2 separate regions of the Mus musculus genome follow, and region 1 is linked to region 2. Evidence: chromatin contacts called from public Hi-C data. All regions are on one chromosome and are shown on one strand. The core of a region is the stretch at or near the end of the contact, and the rest is flanking DNA. Distances in the headings are between cores, read along the strand shown. Region 1 overlaps Gadl1 (glutamate decarboxylase-like 1). Region 2 overlaps Gadl1 (glutamate decarboxylase-like 1).

The links. Hi-C and Micro-C count contacts between places; a contact is called where the count stands out from the background.
Region 1: a Hi-C map of muscle stem cells shows a contact between it and region 2, with 1.8 times the contacts expected there. The contact joins two enhancer-like sites. A contact is called at or near these places in 4 of 39 promoter capture datasets (the C10 cell line, the HPC-7 cell line, hippocampal neurons and 1 more), 6 of 484 Hi-C or Micro-C datasets (cerebral cortex, cortical neurons, forebrain and 2 more) and 2 of 9 other capture datasets (liver and pancreatic islet).

Annotation. Positions count from the first base shown.
Region 1 is chr9:115,984,511-115,987,210 of GRCm38.p6, reverse strand. All of the region lies in intron 11 of Gadl1 (glutamate decarboxylase-like 1), which reads right to left. Among named protein-coding and RNA genes, the nearest start is that of Gm31234, 7.9 kb to the right of the region's middle. Within about 2 kb of position 1,265, at least 1 of the 459 cell types and tissues checked has an H3K27ac peak or open chromatin away from gene starts, as enhancers often do. A contact at or near this core is called in muscle stem cells, where this site is marked.
Region 2 is chr9:115,928,958-115,931,657 of GRCm38.p6, reverse strand. All of the region lies in intron 1 of Gadl1 (glutamate decarboxylase-like 1), which reads right to left. Among named protein-coding and RNA genes, the nearest start is that of Gadl1, 21 kb to the right of the region's middle. Within about 2 kb of position 1,422, at least 5 of the 459 cell types and tissues checked have an H3K27ac peak or open chromatin away from gene starts, as enhancers often do. A contact at or near this core is called in muscle stem cells, where this site is marked.

The DNA of each region.
Region 1 (2,700 bases), core at 16-2,515, 56 kb before region 2:
CAGAACCTGCCTAGAAATTTTGCCTTTAGTGCCACTGTTCTTATGACTTTCACATATGCTGTCCCTTCAGACTAGAGTTAAATGATAGTGACATACAAACGGAGGCAGGAGGATCAGAAGTCCAAGGTATCCTTGAGCCATGTAAAAAGCTATAGTGACTACAGGTGCTCACTCAGAAGTGAGCATCTTCAGTCTCAGCACATCTACAGGGAGATACGGAAACGGGAGATGGAGACAGCCTAGAAGCTCCCAGACCAGCTAACTCGGACCATGCCACGCATCAGAATCAACAGGGAAGGCGACCAAGAATCAACAAGAAGGCAACCGAGAATCAACAGGGAAGGCGACCAAGAATCAACAAGAAGGCAACCAAGAATCAACAAGCTGGAAGGTGAGAACCAACTTTTCAAAAGTTATTCTCTCACCTTTACACACGCTATGACACACAAGTGTATTCCTCCCTTGTGAGCACAGGTCACTCACTCACTGCCTTGCTGTCCCGTGTGTGTGTGTGTGTGTGTGTGTGTGTGTGTGTGTGTGTGTGTGTATTTGTGAACACACACAAATAAATATTTAAAATTTTGTGCACACACAAAGACACAAATAAATATTTAAAATGTTCAATACAAAGCTTGTAAAATTAAACGTCTCCGCAGAGCTATTAGGAAGCATAAACAGACAATGTTTGGCAGCAATAACCTTTAAGTATGGCAACTGGCTCCAATGCTTCTCAGGATAAGCTTTGAGAGCAGAGTAATCACAGCAATCAGGACCCTGGGAGACACTCAGTGCTGTTCAATGTGCTGGAAAGACCACTCTGGCCGCAGAGTTTCGGGTTGGATCCTTGCCTTGCCCTAGGTTTTGTTCCATGGCCCTTTCCCGGCATTTTCTACTTCTCTGGTTTATGTACTATTCGATTTCTGAAATTCTGGATGTGGACAGTTGGTTAGACTTCATTGTTCATTCCTCACTGAGCTGGAGGAGGGTGCTACACAAAGCTGGCTCTCAGCTAGTGTCTCTAAGGCGAAGCTTGTACTAGGCAAGCCTGGTCACACTTGACATTTTTCCTCTGCTGATGCGAAGTTTGGATGCCGGGAAAGGTGACAGAAACTCAACGAATTAGGGACGGAAGAGAGGATGAGATTTCCAGAGAATGGTACCCTCTGCCAGCAGGCTTGGCACTCGACTCCAGTGAAACCGCTGACGACTCCAGAAGTCACAGTCGGAGATATGGGCAGATGAGGATAGTGTGGTCAGCCTTACTATAAAGACCTCTGAAGACACACGTGGGGTTTTTACACAGTGCACAATTACAGAGCTTGTTGAATCAGCTGCTTCTATGAGAGTTATGGAAATTATTGAGGATGGGAGATTAGTTCTGGGGCTCAAGAGTTGGCTCCGTGGGCAATGCGCTTCCTGTACAATCACACAAACTTGAGTTCAGATCCCCCAGCGGCCACATCAGAGCTGAGCATAGTGGAGTGTACCTGGAACCCCAGGACTGGCTGGACAGCAAGATGGGTGGATCTCATGATTCACCGAGATACAGCTGAAGTGGTGAGCGTCAGGTATAGTAAAAGACACCTCAGAAAGTGAGGCAGACAGTGATAGAGGAAGACACCTTCAAATGACCTCTGGCCTCTACAGGAGCACAGTGCATGTATGTGCGCTCGCATACATACTCACTTATTGTCACCAACACACACATTGGTTTTAAAAAAGAAACTATCTAAGCCTTGTTAGACTCTATTTAAGGAGTATAGAAAATAAGAAAATGGTTCTGGAAGCAAGTAATTCACACATGTGTACCATACACATGTGTACCATACACATGTGTACCATACACATGTGTGTATTTAATATGTGTCTATCATGCATGCGCTAACATGTGTACTAACACATATATACTAATATATTAACACAAATGCATTAGGAAAACTATGGTTTGCTTTTTAAATTAAAATCTCATGTACCACAAACTGGCCTTGAACTCATAATTTCCCATCCTCTGGCTCCTGAATGATGGAGTGACAAGCCTGGACTCCCAGGCTTGGTTGATCTAATGTTGGCTATTGGCCACATGAGTTCTATGATCTTCTCTGTATGTGGCTCTCTTTACTATCATGACTGTGTGTGTGTGTGTGCGTGTGCGTGTGCGTGTGCGTGTGCGTGTGCGTGTGCGTGTGTGTGTGTGTGTGTGTGTGTGTGCGTGCGTGCGTGTGTGTGTGTGTGTGTGTGTGTGTGTGTGTTTTACTTATAGAAAGAAAATATCAAGAACTGGCCATATCAAAGTCATTTTTAGGTGCAAGAATGAACCAGTGGGTAAGAAAATTTGCTTTCTGTAAGATTATGCTCCTGAGTTTGAATGTTCAGTGTCCATGTAAAAAGTCTCACATGGCTAAGCATGCCTGCAACTCCAGCACTGGATTGAAGAGACCGATGGATCCAAAGATCTAAGAGGCTGCCAGTCTTGTCCAAATGGCAAGCTTTATTGTTCAGTAAGATGCCCTGTCACAAAGTAATAATGTGGAGAATAATAGAGGAAGGCAGCTGCCGAGTGCCCTGCTCTGGACTCTACATGTATCCACAAGTGCATCTGTCTATAACTCACATGTATGCACCCCCCCAACACACAAAACCATTTTTGATGCAACTAAGTTTTCCTACCATCCCCTAGCGACATTCACTCTCCTGATCCAC
Region 2 (2,700 bases), core at 173-2,672:
TCTCTTTGCGTTGGTCTTCCCACTCATAAAATGGGAGAGCCTCTGACAAAAGGGATAGCTTTGGCAACAGAAGCCTCTGGAAATGTTAGTAAAGGCTCACGTGGGTGACTTCACTAGTACTGCCTGCCTGTACTTGGGGGAAACCCAGAAACTTTGGACTTTTCCCAAGCACTTCTAACTTTTACCCACTTTTTGTTTATTTGTTCCTCCCTCCCTCCCTCCCTCCCTCCCTCCCTCCCTCCCTCCCTTCCTTCTCTCCTTTTCGAACTCATCAGCACATGTGTGTGTCATAGTCAAAGCTATGCTCTCCAAAGGAGATGGCTCAGCTGGTAAACTGCTTGCCTCAGGAGTCTGAAGACCTGAGTTCGATCCCCCAAACACACATAATGAAAAAGCCAGCCCTAACAGTATGTGCTTGTAATCCCAGTAATGAGGTTAGCGATGGAGGGTGTGTGGAGACACCTGGATCTCCAGAATTACCTGGCCGGGCTCCCTAACCTAAGTGAACTCCAGGCTAGTGAAAGACCAGATCTCAAAAAAGCAAGGTAGACGGTAGCTTGAAAATTGTGTACACACACACAGGCATGCACATATGCAAGCACACACACGTGCACATACACACACACACACATACACACACACACACCCCTGACAAATTTACATTCCACTGCAGTGACTGTGAGATGAAGGAGGCAAAAGCCAACAGGGGAATAATTAAGATCATCATTGAGTCTCAGAGATGCTTTAGAGGAAAGTCCTTGACTTGTCAAAACAAGGATGAGGAGGTATTTTAGATACAGTTAGGCAAAGACATTCAAGTTGTCTGAATTAAGACACAAAAGAGAAGAAGGCCCCAGACATGAAAGGCCGCAGAAAGAGAAGAACCAGAAACAACTGACATATGGGTCTCTGCAAGAAATAGAAGGAGGGGATCAGGTCCCCAGGATGACACAAGTAGCAGGTAGAAACAAACTGGAATTTGGCTATGCTGGAGTCAGAGCAGAGCAGCTGCCTGGTGTTTTAAAAGCAAGCAGGAAGCCACGTAGACTGTCCGGCAGCTTCAGAGAAGTACTGAAGAAAAAAGAGGTGGGTATGGTGTAGAGTTCAGATAAGGGAATCAAGGTCTGGATGGAAGAAGCCAAGATAGCCCCAATCTCAGCCATCAAGGAGGCCAGCTGACAGCCTTGTGCTCACGTGCACTGCAATCATGTTAGTGGAATGAATCCCACAGCTGTTCATGGACAGGACTGTTTGTCCAGCCGACACGACGCCTGAGACCCTACAGTGAACTTTGGGTGAAATGCTGACAGAGCAAGTCAGAACAAAGATCCTTGCACATGTGAGCTCTTCTCCCGTACAACAGAGAACGGCAACTATACAACATCTGTGGGTGGTGGTGACACACTCCCATCACCCACAGCTTTACTTAGTGGAATCCCATTGTTAGCGTCTGGGGTGCCAGTTACATGACTCAGACCCAACCAATACTCAAATATCAAGCCATTTCCTTCAACAACTAAGCTAGGTCTATCCACTCTGGGCCAGCTTCAAGAGGACAAATTCTACAGAAGTGAACCCTGAAAATAGCTAGCAGTCCCTTGCCTGTGCCAGTGGTCAAGGATGCAGGCTGTCCACCACACCCTTTCTTCCTTCCTTCCTTTCTTCCTTCCTTCCTTCCTTCCTTCCTTCCTTCCTTCCTTCCTTCCTTCCTTCCTTCCTTCCTCCCCCTGCCTCCCTCCTCTCTCTCTCTCTCTCTCTCTCTCTCTCTCTCTCTCTCTCCTCTTCTCTTCTCCTCTCCTCTCCTCTCCTCTCCTCTCCTCTCCTCTTCTCTTCTCTTCTCTCTCTCTCTCCTTTTTATATAAGCCCCATGCATCTAAGGCTACTTTCATACTTTCTTATTATATAGCCAAGAATAACTTTGAACTTCTGGTCCTCTGTCTTTATGTCCTGAGTGCTGAGATTACAGGTAGGGACCATGGTTACAGGTATGGACCATGACTCCCAGGTCCTTCAAGGCTGTCGGTTGAGCCCAGGGCTTCATGCACGCTAGGCAGGCATTGAGAGCTACATTGCAAGCCTGCTTACTTACGGTTTGCTTTTCATGGAACTTGGGGCATCAGGCAAGTGATTAGGTGATCGTCAGCTCTTCTCAGGAGAGACCGTTATTGATATGATATTGATATTGATATGGCTTAAGGACGCTTTACGTCTCAACCTGCCATCACTCCTGCCTTTCTCAGCTAGTCATCAGGACAGCAAGCTTCCTAAACCGCACCCTTCCTAGGCCACCTGGAAACCTCATGAACTCCCCTGGTGCACAGCTCCTCAGCTCTAGAGAGCATCTTCCCAACGAGCTCCAGGAGAAGACAGGACTCCACATGCTGTTTCATCTACCTCCTTCTATCCATCAGGCTGGGGAACTGTCCTGTGGATTCCACACTCTAACTTAGCTCAGCGGCAGCTGGGCAGGATGGGATATTTCTGGACGCTTTTTTTTCTGACTTTCCTCTAATGTTCCCAGTTCTGCCTCCTCAGGAGTTGCTGGTATTTCTGGGGCTTCTCTTCCCCAATGCTCTGGTCCCCAAATGCTGGTGTTTCTGGGACTCCCCTTCCCCAATGCTCTGGCCCTCGCCTTTCTTCCTGTGCACCTGCATGTCTAGCGCTCTAGATTCCCTCTGTTTCATGAGAACCCTATCATGT